2 separate regions of the Macaca mulatta genome follow, and region 2 is linked to region 1. Evidence: chromatin contacts called from public Hi-C data. All regions are on one chromosome and are shown on one strand. The core of a region is the stretch at or near the end of the contact, and the rest is flanking DNA. Distances in the headings are between cores, read along the strand shown. Region 1 holds the start of H2BC12 (H2B clustered histone 12). Region 2 holds the start of H2BC10 (H2B clustered histone 10).

Region 1 (7,235 bases), core at 1,987-4,486:
AATGTGTTTCCACCTGGTTTCAAACCAGGGACTTTTCACGTGTGAGGCAAACGTGATAACCACTATACTACAGAAACTCGTTCCATGTTTTTTTTTAAAGGCTCCTTCTCCTCTCCTTTGAGCCTCAAGTATTAATTCTGAAGTTTCTTCAGTATGGGGCTAAACTGGATTATTTCTCAGAACGGGAAAAGTGAAGAGATTTGCTGAATCTGGGGTAGGAAAAGTCAGTAGAAAAATCTCCCATTTCCTTTGTAATTGTTTTCTGTCACCTTCCATGTGCAATGATTGAGGCATTTAAAACTCTTACAGGAGTATACCAAACTAATAAAGATTTTTAGAAAGTCTGCACATTTTCTTATTTCTCTAAAAAGAAAAGACCCCACCCCCTTCACATTCCCTGATGAAAGTAATTACAGGCTCATGCCTGTAATCCCGGCACTTTGGGAGGCCAAGGCGGGCAGATCATCTGAGGTCAGGAGTTCCAGACCAGCCTGACCAACATGGTGAAACCCCGTCTCTACTAAAATTACAAAATTAGCCGGGAGTGGTGGCACACGCCTGTAATCCCAGCTACTCGGGAGTCTGAAGCAGGAGAATCGCTTGAATCTGGGAGGTGGAGGTTGCAGTGAGCCAAGATCAGGCCATTGCACTCCAGCCTGGGCAAGAAGAGCAAAACTCCATCTCAAAAACAAGAAAAAAGAAAAAGAAAAAAAGTCAAAGAGCAATACCAGCTATGCACTTATACATGCTAAAGTCAGTCTCACAGATACTATCATCGACCTTACTTAACATTGATATTTATATTCATGTTAATATATGTCATAGACATGGAAATACACTGCCCAGATCCTCCTTCAAGGAAGGGCTTGCAGCCCAACTGCAGAGAGCACAATTAGCAGATAGACACCAGCTGTGAGCTTCTTTAGTATTTGCCTCAGCTGCAGAGCTCCTCCCCACTCAAGGCTGCATCCTTCCCCAGGGCAGTCCTCACTCAGTGACCCACAAAGGAGTTAAAAAGGGTGGTCTAGAGCCCCTTTGGCCCAGTGTGGGGGCAACTTGACAGGCATACTGGCTGAGTATACAGAGACCTACATAGCTTTTTCTTCTACTAATTGAGAATCTGATTAGATAAGTAACACAACACTTTCGTTTCCAAATTAGAGTCCAAACAATACTCACCTCAAAAGGTTGTGAGAATTAAATAAGCACATTCATATTGCATATGTAGCCATAAGTGGTTGGCACCAAATATCTCTTCTGTGTGGTTTCTTTGTGTTGTTGTTTTTGAGATGGAGTCTCACTCTGTGAGACCTACATAGATTGAAAAAAAGTGAGAAAGGTAGCTATCAGGGAAGAGGGAATTTAAAGTGCAAAGGCCTTAAGACAGAAAATGTGTTTCGCATTTTGTAGGAATAGCCAGAAAGCCTTGAGGCTATGAAGTAAAAGCAGGCAAGTAATATCAAGTTGGGGGTTGGTGGGGAGGAAGGAAACTCATAGGGCTTCCTAGGGTAGGTAAATTAATGTGGACAAGCAATCAAAAGCAATAGCAATCCTGATCTAATAAATTTGATAATACAAATTAACTAGACAGAAAAAGCCATGTTGTATCCTGAGTTACTAAAAGAGTGCATTAATACACCTTCTCCAAAGAAATGGGGCTAAGGATTTACAAATATGGGATTCAGGAAATTCTGCATCCCATATTCTCCTCTCATCGGAATCAAATTGTAATGCAAATGAGTCACTAGACTTTCATCACCTGGGTAAAGTTGCTCTTAAGAGTTAGACCACTTAAGAATTAGGCTGACCTTTCTTGCTTTTCAAGAATACTTAGAATTGCAAAATTTGCCTTTAAAGAGTGGCGAGTATATCCCATTTTTATGGCTGTTTGACAACACTATTAATGTAATATAATTATTACACTGGAGGCCTGGCGTGGTGGCTCGCGCCTGTAATCCCAGCACTTTGGGAGGCCGACACGGGCGGATCACCTGAGGTCAGGAGTTCGAGAGCAGCCAGGCCAGCATGGTGGAACCCCGTCTCTACTAAAAACACAAAAATTAGCTGAGGATGGTGGTGCATGCCTATAATCCCAGCTACTCGGGAGGCTCAGGCAGGAGAATCGCTTGAACCTGGGAGGTGGAGGTTGCAGTGAGCCGAGATCGCACCACTGCACTCCAGCCTGGGCAACAGGGAAAGACTCCATCTCAAAAACAAACATAAACTCTGGAGTTGGTAAATAGACTTCAGGGATTTGCATATTTGATTTCACTTATTACTCCTGCTGAATAAGCTTCTCCGGTGTATCCTACAATAACTTGTGGGTTTTCATTGCCTTCCAGTGGATTAAGTTACATCAAAAAACATTGTAAAGAGTTACTCCAGCCCAACCGGGAAAGAAGCGCTTTACAATGTGATCTAATGAAACAAACATGAAGTGAAACAAACATGACCGTGTCCAGCTTTCTCTAGGACAGTGTAGCGTGGCTCTGAAAAGAGCCTTTGTTTTTCAGTTTTCACAACCTCGCTCCTTATTTGGCCTTATGGTGGCTCTCAGTCTTCTTAGGCAGCAGCACGGCCTGGATATTGGGCAAGACACCACCCTGCGCGATGGTGACTTTGCCCAGCAGCTTGTTGAGCTCTTCATCGTTGCGGATAGCCAGCTGGAGGTGACGCGGGATGATGCGGGTCTTCTTGTTGTCGCGGGCCGCATTGCCGGCCAGCTCCAGGATCTCAGCAGTCAGGTACTCCAGCACCGCAGCCAGGTACACCGGCGCGCCGGCCCCAACCCGCTCTGCATAATTGCCCTTGCGGAGTAAGCGGTGCACTCGGCCCACAGGGAACTGCAGCCCAGCCCGAGAAGAACGGGTCTTGGCCTTAGCGCGAGCTTTACCGCCTTGCTTGCCACGTCCAGACATACTGGCCACAACTTACTTAAAATACCCAGCGAAACGAAAGTGGAGAGGCAGCGCCTTTTATAAACACCACTGGGCGCGAAAAAGAAGATATGTCATTGGTTAGAGTTGCCACTTAATTTTAACCAATGGAAGTACATCTTTTGGATTTGCTGATTGGTTGATTAGGTATAACTAACCTCTGAGGTCACCCTGAATAACCACCAATCAGATACAGGACTTTAACTCTTCACCTCATTTGCATGAGAGGTTCTATATAAAAACGACTCCTGGTGCCTTGCTCCCATTACTTCCCGTTTTCTCGATCTGCTGTTAGTCCGCCTCGACTCGTAGTTCGCCCTCGACATGCCGGAGCCAGCGAAGTCCGCTCCTGCGCCCAAGAAGGGCTCGAAGAAGGCAGTGACTAAGGCCCAGAAGAAAGACGGCAAGAAGCGCAAGCGCAGCCGCAAGGAGAGCTACTCCGTGTACGTGTACAAGGTGCTGAAGCAGGTCCACCCCGACACCGGCATCTCCTCTAAGGCCATGGGAATCATGAACTCCTTCGTCAACGACATCTTTGAGCGCATTGCGGGTGAGGCTTCCCGTCTGGCGCATTACAACAAGCGCTCGACCATCACCTCCAGGGAGATCCAGACGGCCGTGCGCCTGCTGCTGCCCGGGGAGTTGGCCAAGCACGCGGTGTCGGAGGGCACCAAGGCCGTCACCAAGTACACCAGCGCTAAGTAAACCTGCCAAGTAAGCGTCTTAAAGCCCAACCCCAAAGGCTCTTTTAAGAGCCACTTAAATTGTCGCTATTAGAGCTGCAAACACGTGTTCCTAATCCAGGTTTAAATAATGGCGATGTCTTTAAAGGGGTTGTTATGATCTCATTACATTGAGTAATGTGTACAGTGCTTGTAATCGAGTACAGGCTAAAGAAGCCATATGCACTTTGTTAGTACTGAGAGTACTGAGTAGGGAATATGGCGCCTAAAAAATTAAGGATGTGCAGGAAATTTGCGTTAACAGAAAGTGCTTCCTGGCTCTTGGCGCGAAAATGGATACTTCCGTTGTGTCGAGTGCTGTGACTTCCTGTTAGAACTTGTTGAAAGCCTATTGTGTCACGTGTACTTTCCACCATTTAAAGGAGTTCTAACTTGAGTTTATATATTTGTAAATTTGGTTCCCGATGGCCTACCAGTACGTATGGCTTTCGCGCGAGCAATTACCTTGTTTAACCCCTTCTAGGCTGTACCCAGCTCTGCCTTGCTTCCCTCTCACCCCCCCCCCGTTTCCACCTCTCCAGCCCACAAGACATCGGGAAGATGCCAGACCACCAGGCAGGATAGTCTGCAAGGGTAAGGGGAGGAGCACAGCTTTTCTCATGAGTGAAGAAACGGAACATGAGATCATCGCGGAGATTCTTGAATAGTTTGCTAGTTGTTAAGGCATGTTCAGCGTCAATTGGCTCAATCAGTAATTTTTCCTTTTGACAAAACTTATAGAAAAGGAAAAGCAACTGGATCCAGAGGGGAGACAACAGACTGAGACTAGAGACAGTCCGCCCCCAAGCAAGAAGTTGGAGTAGAGGAGAAGGGAACTTCCCCAGCAGCACAGGGTCTGAGCAGAGTTGGGTGGGTTTTATTGTGTAACTGGAGGCTAGAATGGCTATGCCGGTGATAAGCAGTGTGGAACTTTTTTGGAAGAACCAAGTGAAAGAAAGGGTCCACGAATTTTAAGCTAGGTTGTTACCTGGCTAAATTTGTGATTTAGAAATGCAGGCCAGTTTCACAGGGAAATTTTCAACGTATATGTGTCTGTATATATATTTAACATATTTGGCCATGCATTGTTCTAGTCTTTGGGGATATTGCCCGCCCTTGGGCATTTGGAGATTAGCAAGGTCATATTGGAAAACTTTAAATACATGCAAAGCATATGTTCACTGTTCATCTAAGTCTTATTTATCCTATCAGCAATTTTGGGGTTACACTAATATTCTAAGAAATGTATCAACAAATAATTATATTTATTGTTTACCTATATAGAAGGCACTGATCTATATCTATACCTATATAGGAGGCAATCACTTGAAGTCAGGAATTCGAAAGCAGCATGGCTAAAATAGTGAAACCCCGTCTCTACTAACAATACAAAAATTAGCTGGGTGTGGTGGCGTGTGCCTGTAGTCCCAGCTACTGGGGAAGCTGAGGCAGGAGAATTGCTGGAACCCAGGAGGCAAAGGTTGCAGTGAGCTGAGATCACCTGACTGCACTCCAGCCTGGGCAACAGAGCAAGACTCCGTCGCAAATAAAATTTAAAAACAAACTAAGATACACTATGCCAATGAATTCTACCTTCAGGTATACCTGACTACTCTTTACAGACTAAAATTTTTACTCTGAAGTTATCTGCTGTTATTACCTTTAGACTTACAAACTATTTTTGCAAATGGACATAACATCTTGATTTTATACAATTTACTTTCAGTCCTTTTTGCTTTTTATAAAATTCTGGAAGTGCATTTGTGTTTTAATAGAAATACTGGGTGGAAGTGGCCATAACTTTCTCCTGCTTTCACCCTCACCCCTTTTCTCACTCCCTTCAAAATGATCTCATTTTATTTCTCTCCATAGCACAGATATCCCCCCCCTTCCCCCCGCAAGACGGAGTCTAGCTCTGTTGCCCAGGCTGCAGTCCAATGGTGAGATCTTGGCTCACTGCAACCCTCCCCCTCCCAGGTTCAAGCGATTCTCTTGCCTCAGTTTCCCAAATGGCTGGTATTACAGGCGCCTGCCACCACGCCTGCCTAAATTTTGTATTTTTAGTAGAGATGGGGGGTTTCAACATGTTGGCCAGGCTGGTCTCGAACTCCCGACCTCAGGCTATCTATACCGGCCTCGGCCTCCCAAAGTGCTAGGATTACAGGCGTGAGCAACCATTCCCGGTTGATAGCACAGAGTTTAACAGCTTGAAGGAATCAAAAAGTTCAGATCAATGTTATTTTACAAATAGCTAAATGGATGCAAAGCTTAATTTGCTCAGATCGTTAGAACAAGATTCCATTATGCTCTTGTTTGTTCCCATTATACCACATATCTCTTTGTCATGTATTTTCTCATTAGCCATGTGTATTAATTTGACTTAATTTGAAACAAAAATAGGGCTCTTTTATTCATTTTTATATTTCATAATCTCTCTTAGATTGTTAAAAAGTTGAATGTGCTAAATTGTCTCCTGTCTCATAAAATAATTTTTTAAAGAGTAGTTCAGTGCTTTACAATAATTGCTGTGTGATTCTGGACCACAGCAATTTAATCTAACAATTGTTACAGCCTCCTGAAGAACACTTGCACAGAATAATTGCCTGCTTCAGATTTTCCCATTCTTTGGGAAACTGAGAGTAGCTCTGGGATTGAAAAGTGGAGGTTTATTTAACTGTGGTTAGGGACTTGGCAATCATATGTTTGGTCTGTGTTGTTATCTAGTATCTGAGCCTAGAAGTTGGAAGTAAAGAGGTCAATGGACCTAAGAAAATGGCATGGCTTTCTACCTTAGATGAGCTGGAAAAACTTAGTAATTCTTCAAGTCCTTAATACAAAGGAGTAAATGTCACAACTCTATGCCCATGAAGTGTAATATATCATGTCACTGCTTTCTTGGTATTACCTGAGGTATAAGTACAGCTGGGAGAAGACCTTATCTCTGTCTTCAGGAATATACGTGAAGGAAAGGAAAAAAAAAATTTTTTTTTTGAGACAGTCTCACTGTCACTGAGGCTGGAGTGCAGTGGCACTGTGTCGGCTCAATGCAACCTCTGTCTCCTGGGTTCAAGCAATTCTCCTGCCTCAGCCTCCTGAATAGCTGGGATTACAGGCGCCCGTGACCATGCCCGGCTAGTTTTTATATTTTTAGTAGAGATGTGGTTTCACCATGTTGGCCAGGCTGGTCTTGAACTCCTGACGTCAGGTGATCCACCCACCTTGGCCTCCCAAAGTGCTGGCATGAACCGGGTGGGTGAGCCACCGTGCCCGGCCTGGGAAATTTGTTGTTCATTTGGTTTCTCCTACTTTCTCATTCTTTCTTGAACTAGGATTTTTCTGTCCTATTATAAGTGTCTGAAAACCAGTTTGTTACTCTTAAGACACTACTCAAATAGAAATATAATACGGCCAGGTGCGATGGCTCATGTCTGTAATCCCAGCACTTTGGGAGGCTGAGGTGGGTGGATCACAAGGTCAGGAGTTCAAGACCAGCCTGGCCAGTATGGTGAAACCCCGTCTCTACTAAAAATACAAAAATTAGTCGGGCATGGTTTCGACTAATGGGACGCCTGTAGTC
Region 2 (7,137 bases), core at 110-2,609, 680 kb after region 1:
ATGGTAGAGTTCCTGATCTTGCCAAGAGGTAATATATATAGCTACGTGAAGTAATCCATTAATTATAAACTCAGTAAAATTTGTAAAGAAATTAGTAGAGTTGGAAGGGGGATAATGAGAACGTCTGGTAGCGATCTGCCATGGTTTAGAAATGCAACCAACAGAGGTGATTTCCTCCGTCAAATGCCGCTCCAATCATTTACAAGTTAACAACGAACTACAAGACGAATTTCGCTTTCTCAGAGCTTATTTTAGATTTAATACTACCCCAAACTTGATTTCCACCCGGCTACTCCAAGTCAAGGGCAATAGGATGTTAAAGTGAAACTAAAAGCGAAAACATAGCTTTAAGGTGGTGGTGTGCGGGAAGAAAAGTGGGGATCAACCTAGAACACGATTTTTCCTTAGCTGCTGAGTGAAATGTCTCATATTAAGCTGCATACGCACTTACTCCTTGGTGACGCTTACAATCTATAGGGGAAAAAACAACGAACCTGGACTTTTTGAGGGCAGTCTCGCTCTTATACCCCAGGTTTGAGTACAACGGCTCGATCTCGGCTCACTGCAACCTCCGCCTCCCGGGCTCAAACGATTCTTCTGACTGCCTCCCAAGTAGCTGGGATTAAGTCTGCCACCATTCCCGGCTAATTTTTGTATATTTTAGTAGAAACGGGGTTTCACCATGTTGGCTAGGCTGGTCTCGAACTCCTGACCTCATGTGATCCGCCCTCCTCGGCCTCCAAAAGTGCTGGGATTACAGGCGTGAGCCACTGCGCGCGGCCGAACTTGGACGTTTTAGTAAACCCTTACTATCCCATGTGTTGCTTAGCCATTTTACCTTGCCAACTCTGGAAAATTACAGATCTTTAAACGACAACATGGGTGGCTCTTAAAAGAGCCTTTGGGTCGTTGGCGCTTTTACTCAGGTAACTATTTATTTGGAGCTGGTGTACTTGGTGACAGCCTTGGTGCCCTCCGACACCGCGTGTTTGGCCAGCTCCCCGGGGAGCAGCAGGCGCACGGCCGTTTGTATCTCCCTGGAAGTGATAGTCGAGCGCTTGTTGTAATGCGCCAGGCGGGAAGCCTCGCCTGCGATACGCTCAAAAATGTCGTTGACGAAGGAGTTCATGATACCCATAGCCTTGGACGAGATGCCGGTGTCGGGGTGGACCTGCTTCAGCACCTTGTACACGTACACGGAATAGCTCTCCTTACGGCTGCGCTTGCGCTTCTTGCCGTCCTTCTTCTGTGCCTTGGTCACCGCCTTCTTCGAGCCCTTCTTCGGGGCAGGGGCTGACTTAGCTGGTTCTGGCATGTTCGCAGCCGAAGTGACACCGTCAAACGACCACAGGGAAATGCTGGCGAGCCCAAACGCCCTCGTTATTTATTCCGTGTATATGCAAATGAGGCTTGCTGAGTTTCGGTTTCTGATTGGTTCTTTTAATGTCTGAACATACGATAGGCCATTTCTAAATTCCTAAATCTCATTGGCTCTCCCAGAAGCTCAACCTCATAATTTGACCTTTCAACTATAATTATGTAAGTCAGAAGTTTTTTTTTTTTTTTTTTTTTTAACTTTTTTTAAACATCTGCTTTTCGATTGGCTGAAATCTTTGTTCAGGAGATAGCACAGGCCACTTTACCGAATATAGATTATAGTAGTTTAGCTGGTTGCGTTTTACTAGAACCAGTCACTTTCCTTCTTCTAAACAATTATTTAAATACTTCACTGCGTCTGGATGTGGAAAGCAGGGCAGCAAAGCTGGCGCCAAGGCTCAAACACACTCTTCCAGGGCTGGTCTCCAGTTTTCTGTGGGCCGAGGGCACCGCCTGCTCCGCAAGGGCAACTACGGCGAGCGGGTGGGGGCCAGCGCGCCCGTGTACCTGGCGGCGGTGCTGGAGTACCTGACCGCCAAGATCCTGGAGTTGGCGGGCAACGCGGCCCGCGACAGAAGACCTGCGTCATTCCCCGACGCCTGCAGCTGGCCATCCACCGCGAGAAGCTCAACAAGCTGCTGGGCAAAGTTACTATCGCGCAGGGCGGTGTCCTGCCCAATATTCAGGCCGTACTGTGGCCCTGTCTATACAAGTGACTGACTAGGCGAACAGGACTAATGAGAAAATGTCTAATATCGCAAGTAAGTGCTTTAATGTATTCGGGAAGAAGCAAGTTCAATAATGTTTGCAAAACTGTGTAAAGTTTACATGGACAGGGCCACTCCAGTGTTCAAGTTACCCTGCAGAAGAGGCTAGTGGGGATGGTAGCCTGGAATATCAATAGGACCCAATGAAAAGTAAATGAGAGTCGTTGGAAAACCTAGTTAGTCTGTCCTTTAAAAATTCTCAACCGAAGCAAAACACCATTTGGGACAAAATACAATTCAGTTAACATTTGTTGCTCACTGTTTTATGTAGGTGACTTCTTGGCTTGTGATTTCCCAGGTACACCACCCAGGAATCCTGCCTTGTGGTCAAAAGTTTCTAGCTAGCGGCAGTTCAAGTTACTCCGGAAAACCACAGATAAACTTCTCAAAACGTGGTCCTCCGAATCTGGCCCCACAACACATCTACTGAATGAGAATTAGCGTCTTCCAAAGTCTTAAAGTAGTCGTTTACGGACTACAGCTTGAAAAGCGCAGAATTAGAATTTTAGGAAATTAACGCTCTTGGATCGCATACTAACAGAGAAGAGAGGATTAAAAAATGAAGTGATTTGTCCAATCAGACTTTCCAGTAATTCACCAATCACATCGTTGGACTCTTCAGCCAATGGTTTTGTTGCGCGGGACTTTTAAAAATCAGCAAGGCCAATTAGAATGTTTCTGAGTATATATAAGGGCAGTCGCCACTCTGCCAAATGGCTGAGTTTTTCTTCCAGTTAATCTGAGATGGCCCGCACCAAGCAGACTGCACGCAAGTCCACCGGTGGCAAAGCACCGCGCAAGCAGCTGGCGACTAAGGCGGCTCGGAAAAGCGCGCCGGCCACCGGCGGCGTGAAGAAGCCTCACCGCTACCGTCCCGGCACCGTGGCTCTGCGCGAGATTCGCCGCTACCAGAAGTCGACTGAGCTGCTGATTCGAAAGTTGCCTTTCCAGCGCCTGGTGCGAGAAATCGCTCAGGACTTCAAGACGGATCTTCGCTTTCAGAGTTCCGCGGTGATGGCCCTTCAGGAGGCCTGCGAAGCCTATTTGGTGGGGCTCTTTGAGGACACCAACCTGTGTGCCATCCATGCTAAGCGAGTGACTATCATGCCCAAGGACATTCAGCTCGCTCGCCGCATTCGTGGGGAGAGAGCGTAGAGGTTTCTGGGTAATAATTCTCTCCAACCCAAAGGCTCTTTTAAGAGCCGCCTACTTTCACCCGAAAATAGCTGTGATTGACTAATCGAATCTTTGAAACTGAACGTTGGTGGTAGTATTTAAGTCCTCATTTGATTGGCTAAAGTTAATGGTAAGCTTGCTATATTCCCGTGCTTTCTCCCGAACATGCCAGATTGTCAACGTCCTTTTTTTTTAAACTTAAATTTAAATTTTTAATTTTTTGCTGGCTATTAGGGGTTTGGTGCTTCGATTTGGTAGTGGAAGGGGCCATCTGGGTTCATGTTATACATGGTTTGTCTCAAGCGTTAGTTGCGTTGTCTACTTATACTCATTATAGAAGGGGTTTTTTTTTCCGTAGTGTATTTGTAGTTAATCCCTTTTAAAACCTTACAGTTAATGAGCATTGGCAGTTGAGAATAGGTACAGATGTCCTTGGTTGCTGCTTTTTCTTGTCTGAAGTAAGCTATTTCTACAATCCCCCGCCCCACTTTTTTTTTTTTTTTTAAACAGTTCTTGGTCTTTTCTGTGAAATGATCCATTTTTGACCGATAGTTGATTCAATATCAGAAATTGGTGGCAGAAACCAAAGCCAGATTGGCTTCTACATTACTGGCAGCGTGGGCATTACCTGGGAACTTGTTAGAAGCTTGTTTCAATCCCCATCTAGGGCTGGAGTCAATCTGTATATACCTCAGATGATTGTCATGAACACTGATTTAGAAAGCCTAGGTTGTTGGTTTTGGTCTAATCAATAAAGGCATCCTGCCTGTGAACTGTTACAAGGAGTGAGCTTTTGCAAAATGTGTTTATTTTACAGAATGAAATATTCTATGAAATGTTCTCTAAAGCAAGTGCACAGAACAATCCCCTAAAATAGTTTGATTTCTTTACAGATCAGTTTTCTCAATGTAACATTACAGTCACATGGGGAGGCTTTAGAAAAATCTTTACCTGGTGTTCAATGAGACTAATAGCAGTCTGTAGAGTGGGCCCAGGGAATAGTAATTATTAATATTCAGGTGCTTCTAACAAACAGCTGGGGCTGAGACTCCTTGCTACATAAATTTTAACACTCATTAGCTCTGGTTTGACTCCAGACTTAGCACAGTTTTCTAATTGAATCTGTTTCCTTGTAGTTTGCCCTCAGAATATACTGGTCTCTAAAGACTTTCTGGCTTGCTTGACTATCTTTCAACACCTGACTTTTATAAGAATTTCTTAGGGCAACACTAACGTAAGGTGTTTTTTTTTTTTTTTTTTTTTTTTTTTTTTTTGAGAGACCAAGGTCCTTTCAGTGAAAGTATCAAGTTTTTAGGGATGTTACAAGGAGGAACACATACCATCCTGGGCTGCTTGGCATACAACCAAGGTATCTGTTTGCATATAGAACCCTTTCTTTACAGATTAGCACAAGGCCCTGTTTGGGTATTCAGCAGATCCTCCTTTATGACCTTTATTAATTTAGCAACTTGTCATTTTTTTTCACATATTGTTTTTATTTTAAAAACTTATTTGACATTCCAGAATATATGGGAAAGGAGATAATAGTTTAATAAAACCTATGTTCCTCTCATCCAGCTTCAATAAAAACATTGGCTTAAGTGTGTTTTATCTATTGATTTTTGTAAAGCAAATAATGAAACCGCCTCATGGGTTCACCTTGCCCGCTGCCTAGACAAAGCTGAGTTATCTAGGCAGGGAATTGCAATAGAGAAAGTAATTCAGAGCCAGCTGTCCGGGAGACCCTAGTTTTATTGTTACTCAAATTGGTCTCCCCAGCATTCTGGGTGGGGGAAGCCGGTGAACCAGGAGTCCTGATTGGTTAGGTCAGAGATGTCATTACCGGGAGTCGAAGCTGTTTCCTTGGGCTGAGTCAGTTTCTGGGTGGAGGCCAGGAGATCGGATGAGTCAGTTTACGAATCTGGGTGGTACCAGCATCAGGTCTGCAAAATATCTCAAGCACTGATCTTAGGAGCAGTTTAGGTAGGGTTAGAATCTTATAGGTTCCAGCTGCAGGACTCCTAAACTATAATGTGTGTTTGTTTTTTTTTTTTTTCCTTTGAGACAGAGTCTCACTGCGTCGCCCACGATGGAGACTGCAACCTCCACCTCCCAGGTTCGAGCGATTCTCTTGTTCAGCCTCCCAAGCAGCTGGGATTACAGGTGTGTGCCACCATGCCTAGCTAATTTTTGTATTTTTAGTAGAGACGGGGTTTCATCATATTGGCCAGGTTGGTCTCGAACTCCTGACCTCAAGTGATCTGCCTGCCTTTGCCTCCCAAAATGCTGGGATTACAGGCGTGAGCCATTACGACAAGCCCCTAAACCGTAATTTCTAATCTTGTGAGTAATTAGTTCTATCTACAAAGGCAGTCTAGTCCCCAGGCAAGGAGGTTTGTTTTGGGAAAGTGCTGTTATCATATTAGTTTTAAACTATAAACTAAGTTCCTCCCAAAGGTAGTTCAGCCTACACCCAGGAATGAACAAGGACAGCTTGAAGGTTAGAAGCAAGATGGAGTTGCTTAGGTCAGATCACTTTGACTGTCTCAGTTACAATTTTGCAATGGCAATTTCAACATCATTTCATCTATTTTATATATGTCATCTGCTATTTAACACCTTATAATGGGCCAGGTGCCTTGGCTCACGCCTGTAATCCCAGCACTCTGGCAGGCCGATGTGGGTGGATCACGTGAGGTTAGGAGTTCTTGACAAACTTGGCCAACTTGGTGAAACCCCATCTCTACTAAAAATATAAAAATTAGCTGGACCAGGCCTGGTGGTGCATGCCTGTAATCCCAGCTACTCGGGAGGTTGAGGTAGGAGAATCTCTTGAACTTGTGAGGTAGAGGTTGTAGTGAGCCGAGATCATGCTACTGCACTCCAGCCTGGTGACAGACCGAGACTCCATCTGAAAAATAACGAAATAAATTACGATGCCATCATTACTTATATAACAAATAGTATTTCTTTTTTAAAAATTTAATATGATCCATTTTGGATGACATATTTCTTTAACATTGATTTTTATTTACTGCAAATAACACTGGTTGAGAATTTACAATGTACCAGATGCTGGTCTGTGCGTTGGAAATACACCCAGAGAACAAAACAATTTTTGCTCTCATGGAATTTACATTTGAGTCTGGAATAGACAGAAAATAAGCTAGATAGGTAAATATATGTAATATGTTAGATGGTGAGAAGGAAAAAAAAATAAAGCAAGACTAAAGAGTGTCATGGGAAGCTGAAATTTAGATAAGGCAACTAATGAAGACCCTACTAAGAAGATAGTATTTCAGCGAAGAGCTGAAAGAGGTGAGGAAGCAACTTGTGCGGATGTGTTCAGGGAGAAGAGGAGGGAGACTGCTGAGGTACCATGGTGACCATGGGGAATGAGCAGGGGACAATAGGAGATGAAGGTGGAGAAAAGGCAGAATAATTTTCCCTTCAACTCCCACCCCCCACATAGGTTCTTAGTTGAAACAAACCGTGTAACAAAAGACAGATTAACAAATGAAAAACAAGCAGAAGTGTATTAACATATATATTACATATACATGAATGACACCCAGGGAATGAGTACACATTGAGGTGGCTTTGAATTCCAGCTTTTGTGTAGTGTCTTCCACAAAGAACAGTAAAATTTTGGAGAATTTAGAAGATGAAGGAAAAGTACTTTGAGTCTCCAGGGGTGGCAATGTTGGGGACAGCAAACAAATAGATAAAGCATACTTAGTAAAGCTTGCTTTAAGATTCTTCTGGTACATCACCAGGCCCTTAAGAGTGAAAGCTCTTCTCCATACTTCTTTTGCGC

Evidence for each region. A called contact is a pair of places that touch in the nucleus more often than the background predicts.
Region 2: a Hi-C map of fetal cortical plate shows a contact between it and region 1, with 3 times the contacts expected there. The contact joins the promoter of H2BC10 here to the promoter of H2BC12 in region 1. A contact is called at or near these places in 3 of 14 Hi-C or Micro-C datasets (fetal cortex germinal zone, fetal cortical plate and liver).

The regions. Positions count from the first base shown.
Region 1 is chr4:156,158,958-156,166,192 of T2T-MMU8v2.0, forward strand. H2BC12 (H2B clustered histone 12) reads left to right here and starts at 3,237. Exons shown (of 2, transcript NM_001260530.1): 1 at 3,237-3,650. The coding sequence starts at 3,261. The coding sequence ends at 3,641. H2AC12 (H2A clustered histone 12) reads right to left here and starts at 2,948. Exons shown (of 1, transcript XM_001093153.5): 1 at 2,280-2,948. The coding sequence starts at 2,918. The coding sequence ends at 2,532.
Region 2 is chr4:156,841,345-156,848,481 of T2T-MMU8v2.0, forward strand. H2BC10 (H2B clustered histone 10) reads right to left here and starts at 1,360. Exons shown (of 1, transcript XM_078000863.1): 1 at 1-1,360. The coding sequence starts at 1,315. The coding sequence ends at 935. LOC144340549 (histone H3.1) reads left to right here and starts at 1,591. Exons shown (of 2, transcript XM_078000862.1): 1 at 1,591-2,138; 2 at 2,416-4,921. The coding sequence starts at 2,889. The coding sequence ends at 3,299. It also overlaps H2AC10.